Linked DNA regions of Mus musculus: regions 1, 2, 3, 4, 6 and 7 are each linked to region 5. Evidence: chromatin contacts called from public Hi-C, HiCAR-type and promoter capture Hi-C data. All regions are on one chromosome and are shown on one strand. Each heading gives the region's core, a stretch centred on a gene start, on an enhancer-like site or on the middle of the called end of the contact. The rest is flanking DNA. Distances are from core to core; before and after follow the strand shown.

Evidence for each region. Promoter capture Hi-C pulls out the DNA fragments that hold promoters and counts their contacts. A called contact is a pair of places that touch in the nucleus more often than the background predicts. HiCAR-type assays count read pairs that join an accessible place to other places.
Region 1: a promoter capture Hi-C map of the HPC-7 cell line shows a contact between it and region 5, with 6 times the contacts expected there. The contact joins the enhancer-like site here to the promoter of Bard1 in region 5. A contact is called at or near these places in 4 of 39 promoter capture datasets (3T3-L1-derived adipocytes, the HPC-7 cell line, hippocampal neurons and 1 more) and 1 of 115 datasets of contacts at active chromatin or transcription factors (astrocytes).
Region 2: a contact with region 5 is called in a Hi-C map of the G1E-ER4 cell line, with 3 times the contacts expected there. The contact joins the promoter of D230017M19Rik here to the promoter of Bard1 in region 5. A contact is called at or near these places in 6 of 39 promoter capture datasets (the C10 cell line, the HPC-7 cell line, cranial neural crest and 3 more), 6 of 484 Hi-C or Micro-C datasets (B cells, CD4 T cells, CD8 T cells and 3 more), 4 of 115 datasets of contacts at active chromatin or transcription factors (the 230-238 cell line, astrocytes, large pre-B cells and 1 more) and 1 of 9 other capture datasets (adipose tissue).
Region 3: a promoter capture Hi-C map of pre-B cells shows a contact between it and region 5, with 5 times the contacts expected there. The contact joins the promoter of Xrcc5 here to the promoter of Bard1 in region 5. A contact is called at or near these places in 6 of 39 promoter capture datasets (the 3T3-L1 cell line, the C10 cell line, the HPC-7 cell line and 3 more), 2 of 484 Hi-C or Micro-C datasets (pre-B cells and uterus), 2 of 115 datasets of contacts at active chromatin or transcription factors (astrocytes and large pre-B cells) and 2 of 9 other capture datasets (adipose tissue and liver).
Region 4: a Hi-C map of B cells shows a contact between it and region 5, with 8 read pairs. The contact joins the promoter of Tmem169 here to the promoter of Bard1 in region 5. A contact is called at or near these places in 4 of 39 promoter capture datasets (the 3T3-L1 cell line, the C10 cell line, neutrophils and 1 more), 1 of 484 Hi-C or Micro-C datasets (B cells), 2 of 115 datasets of contacts at active chromatin or transcription factors (bone marrow-derived macrophages and large pre-B cells) and 1 of 9 other capture datasets (macrophages).
Region 6: a HiCAR-type map of astrocytes shows a contact between it and region 5, with 4 times the contacts expected there. The contact joins the promoter of Spag16 here to the promoter of Bard1 in region 5. A contact is called at or near these places in 5 of 39 promoter capture datasets (cranial neural crest, frontonasal cranial neural crest, hippocampal neurons and 2 more) and 2 of 115 datasets of contacts at active chromatin or transcription factors (astrocytes and thymic regulatory T cells).
Region 7: a promoter capture Hi-C map of pre-B cells shows a contact between it and region 5. The contact joins the promoter of Igfbp5 here to the promoter of Bard1 in region 5. A contact is called at or near these places in 2 of 39 promoter capture datasets (the C10 cell line and pre-B cells) and 1 of 115 datasets of contacts at active chromatin or transcription factors (large pre-B cells).

The regions. Positions count from the first base shown.
Region 1 is chr1:69,240,485-69,243,367 of GRCm38.p6, forward strand. No RefSeq gene overlaps it. Among named protein-coding and RNA genes, the nearest start is that of Erbb4, 130 kb to the left of the region's middle. Within about 2 kb of position 1,462, at least 95 of the 459 cell types and tissues checked have an H3K27ac peak or open chromatin away from gene starts, as enhancers often do. A contact at or near this core is called in the HPC-7 cell line and second pharyngeal arch cranial neural crest, where this site is marked.
Region 2 is chr1:72,242,314-72,245,408 of GRCm38.p6, forward strand. D230017M19Rik (RIKEN cDNA D230017M19 gene) reads left to right here and starts at 1,680. Exons shown (of 4, transcript NR_155355.1): 1 at 1,680-1,850. Gm24497 (a small nuclear RNA gene) reads left to right here and starts at 1,900; the gene lies at 1,900-2,090.
Region 3 is chr1:72,306,051-72,309,175 of GRCm38.p6, forward strand. It overlaps Xrcc5 (X-ray repair complementing defective repair in Chinese hamster cells 5), which reads left to right and starts at 1,371. Exons shown (of 21, transcript NM_009533.2): 1 at 1,371-1,517. The coding sequence starts at 1,497.
Region 4 is chr1:72,282,521-72,285,697 of GRCm38.p6, forward strand. Tmem169 (transmembrane protein 169) reads left to right here and starts at 1,853. Exons shown (of 3, transcript NM_175564.4): 1 at 1,853-1,946. Pecr (peroxisomal trans-2-enoyl-CoA reductase) reads right to left here and starts at 1,801. Exons shown (of 8, transcript NM_023523.6): 1 at 1,573-1,801. The coding sequence starts at 1,696. It overlaps Gm51631 (a long non-coding RNA gene), which reads right to left. Exons shown (of 3, transcript XR_003947863.1): 3 at 1,978-2,228.
Region 5 is chr1:71,101,174-71,104,257 of GRCm38.p6, forward strand. Bard1 (BRCA1 associated RING domain 1) reads right to left here and starts at 1,799. Exons shown (of 11, transcript NM_007525.3): 1 at 1,495-1,799. The coding sequence starts at 1,634.
Region 6 is chr1:69,825,416-69,828,375 of GRCm38.p6, forward strand. Spag16 (sperm associated antigen 16) reads left to right here and starts at 1,555. Exons shown (of 17, transcript NM_029160.3): 1 at 1,555-1,706. The coding sequence starts at 1,589.
Region 7 is chr1:72,873,577-72,876,442 of GRCm38.p6, forward strand. It overlaps Igfbp5 (insulin-like growth factor binding protein 5), which reads right to left and starts at 1,289. Exons shown (of 4, transcript NM_010518.2): 1 at 230-1,289. The coding sequence starts at 563.

The DNA.
Region 1 (2,883 bases), core at 212-2,711, 1.9 Mb before region 5:
GTCCAGAAGAACTGTTTATGAATGAAGAAAGATTTCCACGTGGCTGGGAAGATTGCTCCGTGGGTAAAAGAAACTGTTAGCAACACAAGCATGAAGACACGAGGTGCAAATTCTAGCCAGCCATTGCCACGTGTCTCCACAGTGCCAGCATTGGCAGCTGAGGGAAGCAGACCAAGGGAGCTCACTGTCTGACCATGCTAGTGGAGACAGAGAAACAGTTAATATCGGTTTCAACAGGAGATCCCATCTCAGGGGAATAAGGCAAATACCTGAGATCTTTCTCTGCGCTTCCGTGGCACATACCGTCACACCACACACACACACATACCATATACATACACATGTGTTTGTGTGAACAAATGTACACACAATTCTCCTTTATATTTGATTGGTATATACTCTGATCTAATATTATCATTTTAAATGGAAATAAACATGTTTCTAATCTTGAACTTGAATATGTAATTCTTTAAACACTATAAATATTTCACTCTGACAAAGATGGAACAAAATTTACAAAAAAAAAACTGGATTAGATGACATTTTATCTGAAAATGTCAGCAACTGTGTGAAGCTTCACCTGAACTTCATATGTCTCTGTCATGAGCAGTACATGACACCCTAACATATGTATCCATTACCTTTTTAAATGAATATTAAAATAAAAATGATAAAGCTATGGATACTGCCCACAATTATATACTGTCTCCTGAGCATAAGACAGTATGCATAATTTATATAATAAATTACATTGTCTTAAATTATTCCTTTCACAGATAAAGTTGAGTGGTAGAAAGATTAATTATCCTATTTTAAAAATAAAAGTAACATAAATGACCAGAATAGAATTAAGATGCAAATATATAATTATTACTATTTTAATGACAGAGAATATGTAAGTCATCAAAATATGACACCATGTAAGTCTCTCTCTCTCTCTCTCTCTCTCTCTCTCTCTCTGTGTGTTTGTCTGTGTGTCTGTGTGTCTGTGTGTCTGTGTGTCTGTGTGTCTGTGTGTGTGTGTGTGTTTGTCTGTGTGTGTGTGTGTGTGTGTGTGTGTGTGTGTGTGTGTGTTTGGAGAATGGACCAGTGAGATGGCTCAGCAGTTGAAGGCACTTGTCACCAAACCTCAGTTTGTTCCCCAGGCCCCACATGGTAGAAGAAAAGGACTTACTGTGATAAGTTTTTCTCTATGGTCCATATTTGAGCTGTGGCTTACACACATGCCCTTACACACATACACAATAAACAGATAAATGGATAATAAATAATTAAATAAACATGATTTAATTTTTGAAAAGAAACAGACTTATGTGGGCAATGTGAAAATATTTAGATATTCCTTTCATTTAATTCTTTTAAACAAAGTAAAATCTTGAAAAACAGTTTGGTGTTCCCAGCAGACATGCAAAGACATCTCTGTCCACAAGGTGGCGGAAGCGCGCCGTGCACACTCTTGATCTTTTATTCCTTAATCCTTTTCATTCTGTGGTCATCTCCTTTTCTGTCATAAAGACCTCCCACTTCAAAGAGCCATTTTAGGCGGAGCTGGCTGGTCCAGAAGCCGTGCACATTCCACACAGAGCACAATGGCGAGTAGAAAAGTCTCAACAAATAACATTTCCAACCTGTTCACCAGCCCCTTCCGAGGAGCAGCCGTTACTCATCTCGACTGTGCCGGTCTGGACTTTCTGAGTCACAGTGTGGAGGATAATTCTGCATTTCTAGTTTTAAGACACGTTTTGAAGAATATACTTAGAAAATCCTTCACCTCGGTCCCAGGAGATGGCCACAGCTTTTTCCTGACAGTGAGTGTAGGTCAGAGGGGCTGAGTTTTGAGATGGGAGGGACCAGAAGAAAACCACTTTTCTTCACAACCCCCCCCAAAAGAATAGAAGACCCCAAAACATTTAATAATCACTGTTAGAGAGTTAATCTTTCACCTAAAATGTTAACCTGTGCCCTGGCTCTTTGACATCACACACCCCAGCTACTCCTACTAACACTAAGTTTCCAGTACCTCTATTCACAAGCTGTGTCAGTCACCTTAGGCAAGTTACCTCCACTCCTTATCTCTGTTTTCTACTTATACAAAACAGAGAAAATAGCAGAAGCCATCTCAGGAAATAACATAATTGAAATAATTCACATAAACACACCCCCACACACAAACACACACATACCCTCCTAGCACATCAGCACACAGTGTGGCTCTAACACATTTGTCTAGGGATCCTATATCCTATGCCTGGGAAAGGGTGGTGAAGGAGGAGCTGAGGCTGAGGCCGTGGAGAATTTAAGCAAATCTAGTATACCAGTGTTGTTCATTGGTGATGCCTAGTGAGATTTTTCTCGGAGGGTTATAGCGTTCAAGTGTGACACAGCTAAGTCACCTTTGAACTTCAGTGTTGAAATCTGGGGTTATCTCATTCAGGAAGAATGGCTTCTCTCTAGACAACAACTTGGACCCTAAGCTCCCGGGTCTCTGAATTCTATGGGTACTTAGTGCCTGTCTATCTGTGCAGGTTCTACATATATCGGTGGTTTAAGACTTGGTATCTTCAAATCCCCTCAAGTGCCAAAATCAACATGCAACCTCGCCATGAATGGATAGCCAACCTGTCCTCCTGCCTGTCAGCATCAAGGTCTCGCAGAGTGTGGTGAGATTCACCTAATACATGCTATGAACTCATCTTCCTAGGAAGTGAGGTATAATTTCAAGAGCTATAAAAACTTGGAAATTGGATTTCAGGCTTCGTTATTCCACTCAATAAGAACAAGTTTTTTTTAAGTATGAAGGAAAAATACTTCATTTGTATGTCTTTGTAAGCTATTTGACATAATTAAGCTAACAAAATAAGCATGATGAACACACATATGTCA
Region 2 (3,095 bases), core at 430-2,929, 1.1 Mb after region 5:
ATGGCACAGCCAGGCGTGGTGGTGCACTCCTTTAATCCCAGCAGAGGATTAAAAAAAATTAATGGCATACAATCTTAGTGACTGTTCTGTTGCTGCATCATGACCATGGCAACTCTTTTTTGTTGTTGTTTTGTTTTGTTTTTTTGATTTTCGAGACAGGGTTTCTCTGTGTAGCTCTGGCTGTCCTGGAACCCACTCTGTAGACCAAGCTGGCCTTGAACTCAGAAATCCACCTGCCTCCCAAGTGCTGGGATTAAAGGCGTGTGCCACCACCGCCCCGCAACTCTTGTAAGAAAAGTCATTTCATTGGGGCGGGTTTACAGTTTCAGAGATGTGGCCCAATCTCATCATGGTGTGGTGGGAAGCATGCTGGTAGGCTCTGGAACAGTAGCTGAGAGCGAATTCCTGGAGCACGGGCAGAAAAAGATTCTGGACTTGGCATGGGCTTTTGAAACCTCAAAGACCACACCCAGTGACACACTTCCACCAACAAGGCCACACCTTCTAACCCTTGTAATCCTTTCAAACATTCCACTGCCTGGTGACTGAGCATTCAAATATATGAGTCTGTGGGGGCCATTCTTATTCAAACCATCACTGGTACCTTTACCTAAAGGATTTAAATGCTAATGACAATCCATTAAGTAGTTGATGGTTACAAAGTGATTTAAAGTTACAAATATAAGAAAACACAACAAAATCTCTGTAATAGGATGTATCAGGATGGTGTTTGTGTTTGGCATAAGAGGTCCCAAAGCCTTGGGGGCAACTCTAAGCCCAAATCCTACAATATTGAGTACTTACACATAAACACATTTAGAAGTTTGGTCTTTTAGTATTTTGCCCTTTATATTTGGCAGATTGTCTTTTACTTGAGGCTGGGTCTCATATAGTTTAGGCTTTGCCTGATCTGGTCCTCCATTCTGCAATTTCCAGTGGCAGTGGTTGGAAAGCATCCTACCCAGCTTTATTCCCTATAACACTCAAAGAGGCACAGAACCAGCCCAGAGCCTACAGCTCTTCGGGGTAAATTCCTCTCAGGATTATGTCTGTCCTTAAACTGAAAATGATCTAAGGTTCTGGGTACCAAGGAGCTAATAAGAGTAGTGACTGTCCACTCTTCACTCCCACGTGCCAAACATCATCGATCCCTGCATTATTATTGCATTTGATGTTAACCATCGGTATTTTTTAGCCTGAAAACTGTAGAAAAGTTCAAAGACATCACACAATTTATTAAGGATTTCAATATATGACATTTTTTTTTTTTGGTCAAGATTTACTACAGTTTTTACCTAAGTAGGTTTGCCTTGACAACATTGTGAAAACACCTAACAGAAAATCACTAGCCTGCTAGACTCCCTGTGGAGCCAGCCTCTCAACAAGGGAAGATTGTCTTAAGACAACGCGAACTAGGAGCAGTAGGTCCACCCTTCAGCCACCGTCCTGCCTCAGAGTTTATCCAGTGCATCTGGCCGTGGACATGCCCCCTTCAGGTCTTTCTATTTCCGGTGGATTCCAAACCGCAATAGTCTGTGAGTCGGCCTGTGAATCGCGGAGGCCGCGGGGAAGAGCTGATTTGCACGTCCTGCCTCCACGCGAGGGGCGTGGCGACGTGCACAGGCCTAATTTGGGCTTGTGTTGTCACGCCCTTCGCGAGGGGGCGGGGCATGCAAATCATACTCGGCGTGCGCGCTCGGGAACGCCGGGAGAGCCCGGGTCGTGGACGTTGAATCTGAAGCCGTGGGTGCTGGAGTGGGAGTGAGGTGTGGAGGGCGCAGACGCGGATCGGAGGAGGAAGGAACCGCGGGGGAGGCAGGAAGTGAGGGTTGCGAGCGGTCACCACAAAGGTAATGTGTCTCACGGACGCAGAGCATGGCTGCGTGGTCTGTATTTGGTATCGCTTCTCGGCCTTTTGGCTAAGATCAAGTGTAGTATCTGTTCTTATCAGTTTAATATCTGATACGTCCTCTATCCGAGGACAATATATTAAATGGATTTTTGGAACTAGGAGTTGGAATAGGAGCTTGCTCCGTCCACTCCACGCATCGACCTGGTATTGCAGTACCTCCAGGAACGGTGCAACCCCTCTGGGGAACAATGTTGGTTAAATGTAAGACATTTAGGACTATTATAGCTCGTAAATACAGGCTGCAGTTACTTTTTCTGTCTTCTTTTCTACTTTGTAGTTACCCGGGTCTCGTTAACCCCTCTTTGATAGACCAGGCTGGCCTCTAACTCGGAAGTCCGCCTGCTTGCCGCCAGTTGATCTTTTTCTATTGCTTTACTTTTCTTATTATTATTCAGGTTTCATATTTCCACTACCAGGCTTTTCAGGCAGAGCAGCTCGCTTCTTTACTTTTTTACACAGTCTTTCCATCCACTGGTCAATAACTGTGATTAGGTGGGAAAGACTCTAAGGTTTTTATCTCTTTTTTTCCCCTCTGGGGAATAATGCTGGTTTAATAAGAGACCTAGAAATTAGGCCAACGTGGATTTCTTACCAACCTGTTAGTTTTACTGCACATCACTCTACATTGCTGCATAATATTCTACATAATGTCTAGCTTTTGATCTGGAAAGAGCTGTGAGGCTGTAAGGTTACTAAGATGGACAAGTTATTTTCAGCTTACTGTCACAAAACACTTGCTAGTTATGTAAGTCTGGTGGCATTAAAAACTCTTAGGCTTGCATAATTTTTCTGAAAGCTAAAATTTTGTTGACTGTTTATGCCTATGCTGATTTTCACAGCAAAGACCCGCTCTAGGTATGTTATTTTTGTACAGTAACCTATAAATAATGATTCACTGACAGAAGTTGTGTCAGAGTCCTAGATTCTTCTGAAATAAATTATTTTTAAAAGGATTTATTTATTTATTGTACATATATGAGTACTGTACCTGCCTTCAGACACACCAGAAGAGGGCATCAGATCCCATTACAGATGGTTGTGAGTCACCATGTGGTTGCTGGGAATTGAACTCAGGACCCCCGCAAGAGCAGTCAGTCCTTTTTTTTTTTTTTTTAAGATTTATTTATTTATGATATGTAAGTACACTGTACTTCAGACACTCCAGAAGAGGGAGTCAGATCTC
Region 3 (3,125 bases), core at 121-2,620, 1.2 Mb after region 5:
TTGTGTATCACATGGGTGCCTGGTGTCCTCAGAACCCAGAAGAGGGTATGGGATCCTCTGGAACAGGAGTTACTGATGGCCGTGAGCTGTAATATGTGAACTGAACCCCAGTCCTGTTCAAGAGCAGCGAATGTATTTAACTGTTGAGCCATCTCTCGAACCCTATCAGCTTCGATTTTTAAACCTTCATTCCCTGAAGGCTTCTTCAAAAATTCTCCAAATCATATCAATTTTAGTGCCTGTTTTCTTGGGACCATTTTCAACAAAAGAGAATCTGATTGAACGTTTCCCACATTGAACAGAGGTTTGCAGACATTTTCCAGGTCTCTGGACCTTTTGTCCAACCACCTGCAGCTTGTGAGTCATTTTTGTATAGAAAACAGGCAGTTTCTGTGCAAGGGTTATCAGAAGGGAAGAACTGCAGGGCAATTTCCTTGCAAATGAGTGGTGAACACTCACGGGAATTGACAGCCTCCATCTCTAGAAAAGGGCATCTTTCCCAGCCACAGACACGCCAGGGTAGTAGGAAATTCTTCCCAGAGGCTAAGGTGTTTTAACCACTTTGTCTGTAGAGTTGAATGCCTTTCCTACTTTTTCTTCCTTTTTAAAGATTTATTTATTTATTTAATATATGTGAGTACACTGTAGCTGTCTTCAGACACACCAGAAGAGGGCATCAGATCCCATTACAGATGGTTGTGAGCCATCTTTTTCTTTTAACTCGGTGAACTCTCACTCTTCTCTTTGGACGTTGATCTAAGGTCATCGTGTTCATGGTTTTTTTTTTTTTAGTATCATATTTAGAAGGCCTTTAGAGGAGTTAAGTGACTTCGTGGATTCATCTTACACAGGGGACTTTTAACTCCAGAGTGCCAATACAAATTGCTAGCGAAAGGGATTATTATCAATTGAGTAATAGCAATTATTATTTTTTTTTTAGTTTTAAAAATCATGTATGCACGCGGCTGCATGTGGGTATGTGCATTGAGTGGAGGCCAGAAGAGGGCGTCAGATCCGCGGAAGGCTGATGTAGGTGCTGGGCTTTGAAATACCCTTGCGAAAACAGTACACATTCCTAACCTGGGACCCTTTCCCTTTAACCCCCTATTTACTTTTTTACTATTAAACTTGTTATTTTAAATTTATTTATTTACTTATTGTGATGTGTGGGACACGTGGAGATCAGAGGGCAACTTGTGGAATTGGTTCTTTTTCTCCACAATATGGGTGCCTGGAGCTTGAATGGGCTCGTCAGGCTTGATGACAAATGTCTTAGACGGCAGAGCCATTTCTCCAGCCCAGTACTGACTGGCTTTTAGCGGCTCAGAGAACAAAGCCTTGCCTAAGGAGGCAGGGAGAGAATTCTGCGCATGCTCAGAGCCCATGGCTTCCCCGCCTTGCACGCGGGACGTCTGGATCTGTGGGTTGCCCGGAACTGAGTTGCGACACTCTAGGTTTCCGCCCGGAAAAAGTAATCAAATCACCTGAGGACCAGCATGGCGTGGTCCGGTAATAAGGTACCGAGAGCAGGGCCTTTTGCCTTTCCTAAGCCGGGGATCTCTAGAGGGTGGAAGCTGTGGGAATCGCAGCTGAGTCAGCACTGAAGGATGGATGCTCAAAACGAAAGACTTGGGGTTCGGAGTTCTGCATTTGAGTCTTGTGCACCTTCACGCTTCCGAAATCCTCCCTCCTGCTTCTCCAGCCTCTCACCCTTCCCTCCTCCCTCGTTGCTTCAGTTTACTTTCTATCCACGCCACCTGCTAACACAGACGTCCTTTATTGCTTCCGAACCTGGGTTCTAAAAATCTTTGTAAGTTATCGAGGATAGATCCCCTACATGCCAGGCTCGTAAAACTTCAGAGGGGTTTTGTGATTCTGTGAATGAAATAACTCAAGGTGTAATATTACGTAATATTATGACCTTCATAATAATTTAAAAATCTCGAATTTATTGAAAGCTTACTGTGTGAGGCACAACTAAGCCCTTTATTCCTATTTAATTAAATCTTCACACCAAACCGTGAGACGACCATTATTACCCTTAGCTTGTCAGTAGGAGAACCAAGCAAGACATGAAGAACTGAAGTGATTAGAACGTGGTCACCCTTTCCATGAGTGGTAACATGTGAATGGGAATTCATTCGGAGCTCTGAAAGAAAAGCAAAACAGAATGCTCAATTTCTAAGAATCTATGATCTTAGAATCCTAGATTAATAATGGAAATTACTGTAAACTTTAGAGAGGTTGTTTTTGATCACTAGAGAGAGATGCAATGGCAAGGATCCATTCATTCGTTTAATACAAACAAGATAGGGGTTCAATAACGGAGCTCTGTTTTCCTCCACCCCCATTTGGGAATTTGATGAAATTATGAACCCATAATGATGTTGCTCGCTTCCTTTGTTCCTCTGCCTTCAGTTGCTGAGAACTTTGTAGCTCCCGTGAAGGACTTACTGTGGCAGATGTACTTGATAAAATTCTAGCAGGTTGTATTGCTTCAGTGTGGTAATGAAGAGCTGCAGTACCCTCCCAGTTTGTCTTCCCTGGTTTTCTTACTGCTTCCAAAGACTTTAAATTATCATAAACCATTCTTCCAGACCAGAATTTACACTGTCAAACTCTTTGATGCCTTACTCTGAATCTCTAATTCTTGACAAAAGACTCCCAGTCTTTTAGTGTTTGCTACTTTAAAAGTAGATTTGTGGCCGCCTATTAAAGGAACACAGCCAGCATATTTTGTGATGCCTACATTTAAAAAAAAAAAAGATTTTTATGCTGAAGGAATCACTGTGGGATGTAATTTGAATTCCTCTCAAAGGTATTCTGTAGTTTATTAATGTTCATCCCAAGATAGGTTGTTGTTGTTTCTGAAACCTGTTAAATTTCAGAGTGTCATGTGATTCCATTCTTTATGAACTAAGGGAAACTAGTATTTCCTTTGAGTGTTGCAAAAACGTCAAAATTGGGGGCTCATCCCCCACTATAGGAGCTGGTCCAAGTTTTCCAAACACCTCTAGAGTCAGATGATGACCGTCTTAACTGGTCACTTTTCAGTCTTTGTCGCCTAAGATGATGCCCAGAACAGCTCACATTCTGTCTGGTCAGCACAAAAGCACGGATGAGAC
Region 4 (3,177 bases), core at 603-3,102, 1.2 Mb after region 5:
GAACTTTTTTTCCCATATTCTCTCATGGAAGGCAATCCAATGATAAATACAGCAGTACAATGTTCACTTCTCTTTTAGGTGTAGGAAGTATTTCCCTAGGGACATACCCCAGGACTCTCACAGCATCTCCAGGGCTGAGTGGCCTTATATTTACAGTCATGCCACAATACTCTGTTGGCCGACCCCAGAACTGGTGTAGTGTTTGCCCAATGCAAACTTACTCAAAAAGAGGTTCAACAACTAGCAATCCACAGAAGAGGAACCAAGGTTCTGCAAATTTGCTGACAGAGGCCAAGATCCTGACCTTTGTACTAAACAGGTACTGGTTGATTTTTTTTTTTTTTTAATAATTCCTCCTCCCAGGGGAAGTTTCCTGGTGGAAGACAGGCTGGAAGTAATGGTAAAGTGCAAACTGCAATACTGTCTTGTTTTTTTTTTTTGCAGTGTACTGCTGATAAGATAAAGTCAATCATTTCTCCATGTATTTATTTCTTGTGTTAGTTCAGCATGGAATGTCAAGGCCAAATCATTTCTCATTTGTTCCACTTGATGTCAGATTTTTAAAAATCTACTTGTCAGGGCTGGAGAGACGGCTCAGCAGATAAGAGATCTGTCTGCTCTTCCAGAGGTCCTGAGTTCAATTTCCAGCAACCATATGGTAGCTCACAACCATCTGTAATGGGATCTGATACTGTCTTCTGGTGTGTCTGAAGACAGCTACAGTGTACTCATATACATAAAATAAAATTTTAAAAATCTTTAAAAAAAATCTACTTGTCAAAGCTCTTTGCACAATACAAGCGTCGTGTTGGAAATACTTTTCAAATATGCCTTTATAAACTTTGCACTCTTCCTTCTTACCCACATCTTCGAGGCAGGGTTTCTTTGTGAAACCTCGACTGACTTGGACCTCGATCTGTAGACCAGGCTAGCCTGAAACTCACAGAGATCCACCTGTCTCTGCCTCTTGAGTGCTGGAATTAAAGTCATATGTCACCACCACCTGGGAACAGTTTGCTTTGGGTTAAGAGTAAACCCAAAACCCGGACATGGTGGCGCACGCCTTTAATCCCAGCACTCGGGAGGCAGAGGCAGGCGGATTTCTGAGTTCGAGGCCAGCTGGTCTACAAAGTGAATTCCAGGACAGCCTGGGCTAATAAAAAGAAACCCTGTCTAGAAAAAAACAAAAAAAACAAAACAAAATAACAAAAAAAAGTAAACCCAAAGAAGATGCACATTCTCACATATTTAAATATTAAATGTAACTATTTTCTTCTTGATGGCTTCCTTGTGCGTGTGTTTACGTGATCATTCTAAGTTTAATAACTTTTCCTTTTTCTTGCTTTTAGCACAGGGGACGTGAGAAGAAAATCTGATCAGGGCCTCTCAACATTTCTCGGCTATTCGGAATAAAACCTCTGTTATTTCGTTTTCCCTCATTGCTCAGCTCTGCAGACCGGAGCTTTGCAACCTCTTCCCGGTCCGCCAGCACTCCCCTCTGTCTCTGAACCCAGTTTACCCGAGCTGGACCTCTGCGGACACTAGCCCAGCCCCAGAGGCCTGCTCACGTACCCAGGTGCAGGAGCTCCCGGGAGACGGCTTTTCCAATGCCTGTGCCCCCGCCGGTGACCACGGCCACTTGGTTCTTCAGCAACCCGGCCGCTAGGTAGCTCTGACCAGTCTTCCAAGAGCCCATGGCCACAAAGTGTCTGTCTCTGAGTTCTTGCTAAAGCTAGACCACGTGTTCCTCAGAAGTAGCTCTATTAGTAGCAGTCCTTGGCCACGTAACCAAACAGACCCCGCCCCTAAGTCCGCGTGGTCCCGCCTCAGGCCCCGCCCAGGCCCCGCCTTCGCGGCGCGCTAGGCCTCCTCCCAGAGCTGGACCGCTCCTGGCGGCCGCCCGCAGCCGTCTGCATCCTCAGCTTCCCTCCTGGGTCCCAGTGAAGGTGTGGGTGAGACTCCTCGTTCGATTTTTTTCATATTTATTTTTAAATGTCGGTGACATTGGGGGGAAACGACAGAGGAATGAAAAGAGAGTGAGAAAGAACGAAATGGGAAGGATATTTTCTGTTCTGAAAATCCAATCCTTGGGGCCATAGCTCCCACCGTTAATTAAAATTACATCTCCAGAGCATCTGTGTAGAGAAAGGCTGCAGGTCTGGGCCCTCGCAGTACCGATCTGCAACAGACATCTGGCTGTCTGGGCTTCAGCAGCTGTGTGCAGAGGGCTAGGAAGTGGGGAAAGGCTTAGGTTAGCTGAAGGGAAGCCATCCAGGTCCCAGATCCCTTCTTCTTCAGGGAGGGAGTCGAAAGGGAGGAGGGGGTGGGGCAGGAGAGGGCACACAGTTGCAGTTATCCACAGAGCCTAAATAATGAATGATTAAACAAAATGATTTTAGGCCACCCTCACCTCATTCTCAGTGCCCCACCCAGAAATGAAAAAAAAAAGCACCCTTCCATAGATTTGAGACCTGGTCCGTTTCATCTGGGTTATATAGCAGCAGATAAAGATGAATCGTTGCATGGTTCTTGTAAGATTCATTTCTAGGTTTATGGTTTTGGAACCTGCCTTTTAGCTCCTACCTTCAGCAAGGAACTTATCAGCTCCCAGTTGGTTCCAAGGAACAATTTATTGTTCACATTCTGTTTGTTTTGAATTAATTATTATTATTAATTTTTTTTTGAGACAAGGTCTCTCTCTCTATAGCCCTGGCTGTCCTGGAACTCACTATGTAGATCAGGTTGGCCTGGAACTTAAGAGATTCCCCCTGCCTCTGCCTACTGAATGCTGGGATTAAAGGCATGGGATACCATGCCCTGCCCTTCTGTTTGTTCATTTAAAAATTAACATTACATATGTGTGTGTGTGTGTGTGTGTGTGTGTGTGTGTGTGTGTGAGAAGACGAATTGCAGGAGTCAGTTCTCTTCTTGTACCGTATGGGTGCCACCAGGGATTGAACCCCATCATCAAGCGCAGCAGCAGCAGCCTTGCCCTCTTAGCTCTTTTCTGTTTATCTCTTTCCTTATGTCGGACTATGCTAGGTCATTGGTCTTAATCCAGGACAACAGTCTTTCTAACTTTGCCGGGGGTGCTCTGTTTTCCCTTTTCCAGTCAACAAATGCCATTTGTGTCTGTTTGGGGAGGTGGCGGTTGGAGCCACTACTTAAAAAATTCAC
Region 5 (3,084 bases), core at 549-3,048:
GGACAACCTACAGATTATTCATATTACTTTATCTAGTTAGTCTCTTCCAAATGGCTCAGCAAGCAGACTAAATCATTTTCTCATCACATCTTTTTGTGTCCATTTTGGATAGTCACCACAGGAAACAACTTACATGTATTTAATTTTTTCTTGGGATCCCTGAGGCAGGGTTACAGAAACATTGGGAAGGAAGCTTTGCTCACGAATGGGCTCTCCATACTCGGAACACTGTTTGGTATGTATTCATTACATGTTTATTATCAAATCTCAATATTAGCAAATTAATATGTGAATGAGCAAACCATTATTACTGAGGTACAGAGAAGACCAAAGATGTGGCTGGAACCTGAACTCATGTGGTCTGACACATTCTAAGTGGAAGAATATGTGTTTCCATCTGAGTTTAACTGTGGTTCAACTATTTAAAGCAGTGGTTGGGTCTCAACCTTCCCTGATGCTACAACCCCTTCAATATAGTTCCAAACGTTGTGGTGACCCTAAACCATACCATTCTTTTCTTTGCTACTTCATAACTGTAATTTTGCTACTAAGCTGGGTCTCCGTTCCTAAGACCTAAATGTGTGTCCCAGTGGTCGCGACCCACAGATTGAGATCCAACATGTGCGTCATCACTGGCCTGCTACTGCAACTAGAAGTTGAGTTTCCGATGTATGTCTACACCCAGGATGATCCGTATGCTTTAGGAAAACACAAGCAGAACTCAGAACGTGTTCATGTTAACAGAATCGCCACTCTCCTAAGAAATACAATGCCATTCTTTCAAATACTAAGAGTTTGTAAAAAAAAAAAAAAAAAAAAAAAAAAAAGAATAATTTAACGTAAGTGCAAAGTTTGTTGCCAGTTAACTTTAAAAAAAAAAAAAAAAGTTGCAGTTAACACTGTATTTGTAGTAAAGACTGAAGGCTTAACATTCGCTACTGCCAAAGAGAAAAAAGGGGAAAGAAGTATATTTCTTGGTAGTATTCGATAAACAGCCTCAGGTAAGAAAGTACCACTTAGGAGTGCATTTCAGACTGAATAAAATCCAAGAGAGGGCATGTTGGAGGATCAGTGGTACAGGGCCATAATCTAACTAAGTTAAAATTGCGATGCTCAACAAACTGCCATCGCCAAACTACCGGTCACCAGGTCCCTAGCCTCCCATTCCCCACGCCGAGCCTGCTACTAGAGAAAGGACCAAAAGGTCAGCCTCACAGGGGCTGTTGTGCCCCGCACGCAACCACGGGACCACGCTCCCAGAGGACCGAACTCCAGGACCCCAGCAGCACTAGCTCGGCTCAGCTCCGAGCGTCACCTTCGGGGAGTGACCAACGAGCTGCGCTTTGAGCCACGCCCCGAAGGCAGTTCTCCCGCGAAAATTCGAAAAGTGCCGTTTGAGTCATCTTCGTTGCAGGTGGCTGGGAAGCCACTCAGAAAACTCAGGAGTGGGACACGGAGGGACAGACGACACTAGGTCGCCAGGCCGGTCCTTACCAGCGGGAGCAGCGCAGCAGCTTCTCCAGGCGGGCAAGCGCCGCGCGGCTGTGGGCCCAAAGCCCGTCGGTAGCCGGCTCCATGGCGGGCACGGGAGCAGGCTGGTTCCCAGAGCAGACCCTCGGCGGCCGGCGTGGCATTCCCACAGAGGAGGGGAGGTCAGGTTTGCTCTAGCGCCGCACCCCGCTGGTCACCGCCGGATCCTGCTGCGTGCGGAGTCTCTGAATTGGTCGGACGCCTCCGGCTCGGAGGCTGAAACGCGGTAAAACTCAGAGATGGAAGGACCCGGCTTTAGGCCACGCCCTCAAGGCCTGAGGGCGGGGCTTTAGTAATGCGGTCCAAGTTCCGGAAATGGAGAGGCGAGGCTTGAGAGGCCACGCCCTCAGGAGGTGTAGGGCGGACCGCGGAAACCAAAGTGCCAAGGCGCGGGGTTGAGGAGGCGTGGGGAGAAGTCACCTAGGCCTGTGGCCCTAGGAGGCGGGGTATAGCGCGCTCAAACTTCCTGAGCGGGAAACTGAGCGGCGGGGCCTCAGGCCACGCCTTCAAAGAGGCGGGGCTCCCCATGGGTTTCATTCCCACCCCCTCTCAGTTTACTGAAACTGTGCTTACCTAGAAGTTGGATTCTAACCCTCCCATAGCCTCAGGAGCTTGCCGCTGAAGCCATCTACAAAGAGTGGCATTCAAGCTACTGTTGAACTTGGACAAGCTTTTCCCATGACAATAAAAGTACTACCCTTTATATAAGAAAGTTCTCTTTTTCTCCTTGCTGTAGGATATAAGAATCCGCTAAATACTAAGTTTCAATTTCACTTTTTAACTAGCTGTAAATATCCGACCAAGGGCATCTCTTAGAAGTTCTGGTGTGCTTTTAAAATATGATAAACTGCATAAAACGTTTTTGTTTGCTAGAGGGTCTACCCTCCCCGGGGATTTTTTTTTTTTTTTTTTTTTTGAAACGGCGTCTGTTTGCCAACCTAGCTTAAACTGTGAAGCTAAGGGTGACCTTGAACTTCTCAGTTTGCGATCCTCCACCTCTGCGCGATAGGGGATTACAGATATGCACCACCACGCCCAGCTTACATGGTGCTGAACTGAGTTTAGAGCCTCCTTTATGCTAGAAGTATTCTACCAGCCAAATCCATAGACCCTCCTGCGGATCTGAATATTAACACTGGGCAAGCACAGCCCGCCCTCTCCACAGCTTCCAACCTATGAACACATTCTTGCATATCCCCTTTTATTTCTCTGTCTCTGCTTAACCGCCCCAGCTGCCTCTGTTTACCTTAAAGTTGTTCCTTCTTACTGGAATCCACACATCTGCCTAGATTGCCTCCCATCCTTAGGCCTCACTAAAGATATACAAGACATTACCAAACACAAAATTAGTCTTGGCACTACCCTGATTAAACTCTAAAGGTGGAAAGGCCTGGAAGGTCCTTTAATCCCAGCACTAGAGGCATGGAAATGGGGGGAGGGGGGGGGAAGAGCAGGTGGATCTCTGAGTTCAAAGCCAGCCTAGTCAACAGAGTTCTGAGACAGTCAAGACAAACCCTATCTCAAATAAATAAACAAACAAACAAACAAATAAAA
Region 6 (2,960 bases), core at 305-2,804, 1.3 Mb before region 5:
GGCTTTGTAGCCGACAGAATAAACATTAGAAGCTCCAAGGGATGGTCCTCCATGTGTCTCTTGTTTCTGCCTGTCCTTTGAGGCATCAGCAGTGCCTGACCATTCCGCACCCAGGCCACTTTTCAGGGTTCAGTTTACAGTCAACCATTTGAAAGATGAAGCCAGATGTAAGCCAATGGATCCCCCATTTTCAGAATTCCTCTTCTGTATTTTTGCTTCTTTGCATTGAATGGGCACTCAGAACGTTTGCTGTGAGCAAACTCTTGAACTCTTCAGATACCATTGTGACCTTTATTCTAAGACGCAAAACCAAGTGTAATGGAAGCAGCTCATATTCCTTATCTCTGTATGCTCTGAATAGGTGGCTAATGCTCTGGTGATTTATAGCTAATAACAACACTTGAGGCAGGTGACATTATCCTCGGGCCTAGGTGTGGCTGTAGACAGGAAGTAATGCAAACGGATTCCAACCTTCAGGTTCTTAGTCACCCCTCTAGAAGTTACCAGTATTTTTTTTTTAATTAAATAAACGTGAGCTTTTATTTAATTATCAACCAGAGTTCATTAAGGAATGTAGAATTAAAAAAGAAAAAGAATCTGAAAGATGGTCTTAATGATGCCTATGTATATACACTATATAAACCAGAAGTTTCTATCACAGCAATGAGACACATGATTGGACAAATTAGTCAGTTCTCTCCTGCCCCCTCCTTCTTGTCCTCCTCGCTATTCCTTCTCTTTCCCCTTTCCATCTCCTCCCTGCCCTTCTTCCCTGCTCCCTTCCCTCTGAGGTAGCTCATTAGTTCTTAACTACATGCCCTATCCCAAATATCACCTATTAGACTTTATGTTAGGGTCATAGGTAGCTCATAATTTTTTATGGATGTGAGTTTACCTCAGCAAAAATCAATGGTATAATTTGATACGACTGGGACTATTCCAAGTCCGTGTGTAGGAAGCCGCGGTCCAAACAGATGTCCACATAAAAGAATTAAAAGATTGCTAGAAAGGATGTAATAAAGGTGAGCACCCCTACTTTTCATTGCTAGGGGTTTAAGGAGCTCCTCAAAAATGGTTCCTAGAACTTTCCCCACTTCTTCTAGAAATACAGAGACAAGTATCCCACCTTTTCTTAAGTCTTCCCTTCCCCAGAAATATTTGAGGTTCTCTACACATCTAAAAATTGAGGACCGACTTTGGCATGTGATAAACAAAGAGTAAAGGAAAGCAATGAAGAAAAAGGAAGCCGAAAAGAATGGCGTTAAAGCAGGCAAGCAAGCAAGCAAGCAAGCAAGCAAGCAAGCAAGCAAGCAAGCAAGCAAGCAAGCAAACAAAATGAAAACAAAAACACCCAAACAAGTAGCTTGTGTAAATGTAATATGAGTCCCTGGTTCTGGGCTTCAGGTCTGCAGTCCAAGCTTCCTGGGGCGTCTGGGGTAACTAGGCAACGCGTTGCCGTAGTAACTGCGGACGCGCAGAGGGCTTGACCGGGGCCTTTTGGTGCCCCGCTGGTCGGGGTGAGGGGTCCCGGGTTCTCGCGAGAGTCGCGACGCCAGTCGGAGGGGCACCGAGGGGCGCAGTTGCAAGCATGGCTGCTCCGTCTGGGGTCCCGCCGCTGCGGGTGCTGGAGGAGCTGGGCATTGGCTTGTCACCCACCGGCGAGGTGACAGAGGCGGTGACCTCCGAGGGCGCCTACTACCTGGAGCGTATCCTTCTGGTGGCCTCCCGGGCGGGCTGGTGACTGACGGGGCCTGCGTAGGGGCTTCCTGTCGGGGCGTCTGTGGACGCCATTGATGGAGTGTCCATGGGACCTCCAGGTGGAGTCCTTGCCAGCCCAGCTCTGTCCCAGCAGAAGCCATTTTAGGAGTGTAGGCTCATCTGTGGTTACAGTCATGAGCAGAGTAGGGAAGCCTTCCAGGACCTTGTAATTTACACCCTGACTTGTAGGATGGAGGCAATTGGCATGAAGGTGGCACAAAAACTCTTCCAACTCTCTGATGAATGGTACACACACACACACACACACACACACACACACACCCTCAGCATACCTTCTTAATAACTTCCATCAGATACTGACATATTAAGGGAGATCTGTATGTACCTTTGGGCACCCTGTGGTCTTGTACCAGGTCTCTCCATAGGGTTGCCTACCTTCCTCTGTAGTTTCTTTCGGTTTTGGCTGTTAAGTGGTAGCACTGTAATACCCTGCCGCCCCCCCCACATTGGGCTAATAAATGTGTGTGGAATGAGCAGGCAAATGCTTGGAAAAAAGCAACAGATCATGATGAGCAGTTATGAATGTAGGTACCAGAAAAAAAAAACGAATAATTTTATATGTATAATTAGGTTCATTAACTCTTTTGTAAGTCTTTAGCCTTCTCTTCTCTAGATAGGAAATTCTGGATTAATGCTCAGTGTTTGAAAATAAGAGCCACATACATACAATAGATAAATGAAAAATGGCTATCTATAAAGATGTTAAAGACAGTAAAAAAATCTATTACTATTATTATTGGAATAGTTATAGTATGGGTTTTTGTTGTTTGTTTGTTTTGTTTGGATTGGTTTTGTTTTTGTTTTGTTGTGTTTTGTTTTGTTTTGTTTTGAGACAGGGTTTCTCTGTGTAGCCCTAGCTGTCCTGAAACTTACTTTGTAGACCAGGCTGGCCTCGAACTCAGAAATCCGCCTGCCTCTGCTTCTGCTGGGATTAAAGGCATGCGCCACCATGGCCGGTTTAGTATCTTGTTTTTAAATTCAAGATCTCATAGATCCAGCAGTGATTCATTTTGGGAGCTTTAACAGGCTCAGTTAAGCAGAAAATATGTAGTATTATATTGGATAAAAATTATTTTTATAGGAGTTAAGTCTTGAAATCAATTTGAAAAAATGTGGGCTGCCTTAGTGTCATAAATGAATCTTTATAATCTGTTTCAGAATGTTCACTTTAAAGTTTAAAA
Region 7 (2,866 bases), core at 39-2,538, 1.8 Mb after region 5:
AAACTGGTAGAGACGGTTAGACAGCCGCCTAGGATAGCTTGCTCTGCCAGGGATTCAAGTGTGAGGTGCAAGGACCCACCCCATCTACTCTCAGGAGCTACTAGGGTCTAAGCCACTTGCTGCGCGCGCAAAGCGCGCGGGTTCCCAATCGGTCCCCGGTCCCCACCCATCCAAGGTGCCTCCCTCCCCAGCTCCTGTGCCGTGCAACTGAAACCCCAGTAGCGCTCACCTATCTTGGTTTGCTCGCCGTAGCTCTTTTCGTTGAGGCAAACCCCGCGGCCGTGCAGCAGGGCGTGCAGCGGCTTCTCCTCATCCTGCCGGGGGAGGCAGCGCAAACCCTGGGCGCAGCGCTCCGTGTAGACGCCACACGACTGTCCCTCCGCCAGGGCGCAAGTCATGCAGCAGCCACAGCCGGGCTCTTTGACCAGCTCACAGCCCAGAGGGCTGGGGGGACACATGGACAGAGCTTTCTCGTCGCAGGGTTCACAGTGCACGAAAGAACCCAGGCCTTGAGCCGGTACGGCATAGGCGGCCAGCAGCAGGAGGACCACGCTGATCACCATTTTCTCGGAGTCTGGCTTTACCTCGGGGCGGGGCAGGAGAGCGAGAGTGTGTGGAGAAAGAGGGAGCCTGGAGATTTTTTTCCTTTTAAATCTCTTGCAGGTAGAGCAGGTGCTCTCCCCCAAACACTTGCAAAATATGAGGCAAGGAGGATTCAGATGCCTGCACGCAAGTCCCAATTGCGAGGATTAAAGACTTGCAACAGGTTGGGGGTGAAAAAAAGAGGCGCGCCAGGTGCACGCAGAGCGAGCGGAGACCGTAGAAACCCCCAGGCGGGATCGGGTCAGAATTGGGGGTGGTGGTGGAGAGAACCACAGAATTGCTCACTCCAAAGCAACAGAAATAATTAGCTTGGAGGCCTTGAAAAGGGAGGAGGTGAAGAAAAAAATGGATTGGGCTTAATTTTCCCCCCTTTGCTTAAAATCTAAAACGCAACCCCACTCCGCTCGGTCTCAGCGGCCAGCTGCGCTGCTGCCGCAGAACAGGTAAGAGGCGTCGGCGGCTGACAACAAGATCGGGAAAATGTTGAAATCGAGGGGGGAAAAAGGGCAAAAACCCAGACCTCACCAAACCTGGACCCCAACACCTGCTCTGTCACCACCTCTTCGAAACCCGCAGGTTCTGCGTGAAGTCCGGAGAAGGGTGCAGACCGAGGGGGGGGGTAACAAAAAGGAACAAAAAGGGGGAAAAAAGCCCAAACAGCTTTGCAGCTCTTTCCTAGCTCTTTTAGAAGTTTCCAAAGAGACTGCGGGCTCTGGTCGAGCAGGCGCTTTTAAATAGACGGCCCCTGGCTGCCAGCCAGTTGTAGCTGCAATTTGAGCTCCCCAACACCCAACCCATGCAAGGATGCCAAGGAGCTTTGCAGCGCAAACTCACACGGGGTGGGGGTGGGGAAGAGAGGCCTTCTAGACACGGGGGCTCCCCTTCGCTCCCTACACAGAGCCCTCCTCCTCACGGAATGTACGGAAAGGGCTTTGGGGGGGGGGCGAAGACAGGCGAGCTACAGAGGAGAGTAGGGAGAAGGTGGAGGGAGGAGTGGATGGCAGTACTCTTCAGAAGCTGGGTGAATACAATGGAGCGAGTCTGTTTTCCGACAACTAGCCCGGACACTGGCTGTTAGGAGTCACATTTTCTTATTAGCCGTGTATACCCTGCCCAAGAAGTCCTTTCCAACTTTAGAAAAAAAAGTGTCTAAGAGACCACTGAAGGTTTGTCTGTCTGTGTGTTTGTGTTTGGAGGACAAGTAGTGTACAGTAGCTGGTGAGGGGCATTGAGATAAATTTAAAGAGAAAAGGAGTGCGGGCGCGTGTGTAGACCCCTCCCCCATTAAAAGGGGCAGAGGGATTATGGCAAGGGCTTGTCATTATTGTTCTGGTGGGGTACTGATTTTAGTTAAAGCCAGTGGTCATTTTCCTTCACCTATATAGATGACCAGGGAATCTCTCTCTCTCTCTCTCTCTCTCTCTCTCTCTCTCTCTCTCTCTCTCTCTCTCTGAGTGTGAGCGTGCTATGTGCACTTTCAAGAAGGGATAACGCCCTCCACCCCACCCCCCTCCCCAGCTTTGTTGGGAGTAGTGACTGAGACCCTGGAGGAAATGCTGTGGGTTGTCAGTTTTATCTGGTGTCCTCATGGACACCTTAAATGTCCTTTTAAATGGAAGGAAGGTAGGATAAAGTGATAACCTTCTTGGGTTGACAATGAGGCATTTCTGTGGGGTAGGCAGATCCTGGAGTGAGCAGGTACCTCGCTGCAGGAGACCTTGTTTAAGGGTTAATATGTACCAAGGTAGCATCCTGGAGCCTGCACGTGAGAAATCCTCACCATGCCACAGGAAGCCCCAGATCGCTAGTCAGCACTAGGGACCATTCTTCCCTTAGGAAAATGAAAGAAAACCTAATTTTTGAAAGAAGGAATATGATGGCTTTAGCTTTTTTTGTTTGTTTTAAAAATTAATTTGACATGATAGGTGGTCTGTAGACTGCCCACCACAGGTAAGAAAAGACATGATCAAGTGATGGTCTCTGGGGAGTTCTTGGGGGCAGGGCTTTTGCCCTTTCTCCAACTCTCTTCTTCCCTTGCTCTGTTCTTTTAGAAAAAGGGGCTGCATTTCATGAATTTTGCCACTAGACTGCACCCTTATCTATGATAAGAATTCTTGCTGGAGGACTGCAATATTGAGAAAATATTTCCCTTGCTGGCTCCATTTGGGAGCATCTCCCCGGGCGCTGTTCACACTCCCAGATTCTGATCCAGATTCTCGGTTCTCTGCCAATAGGCACATTTTAAGACAGGACCAAATCTTAA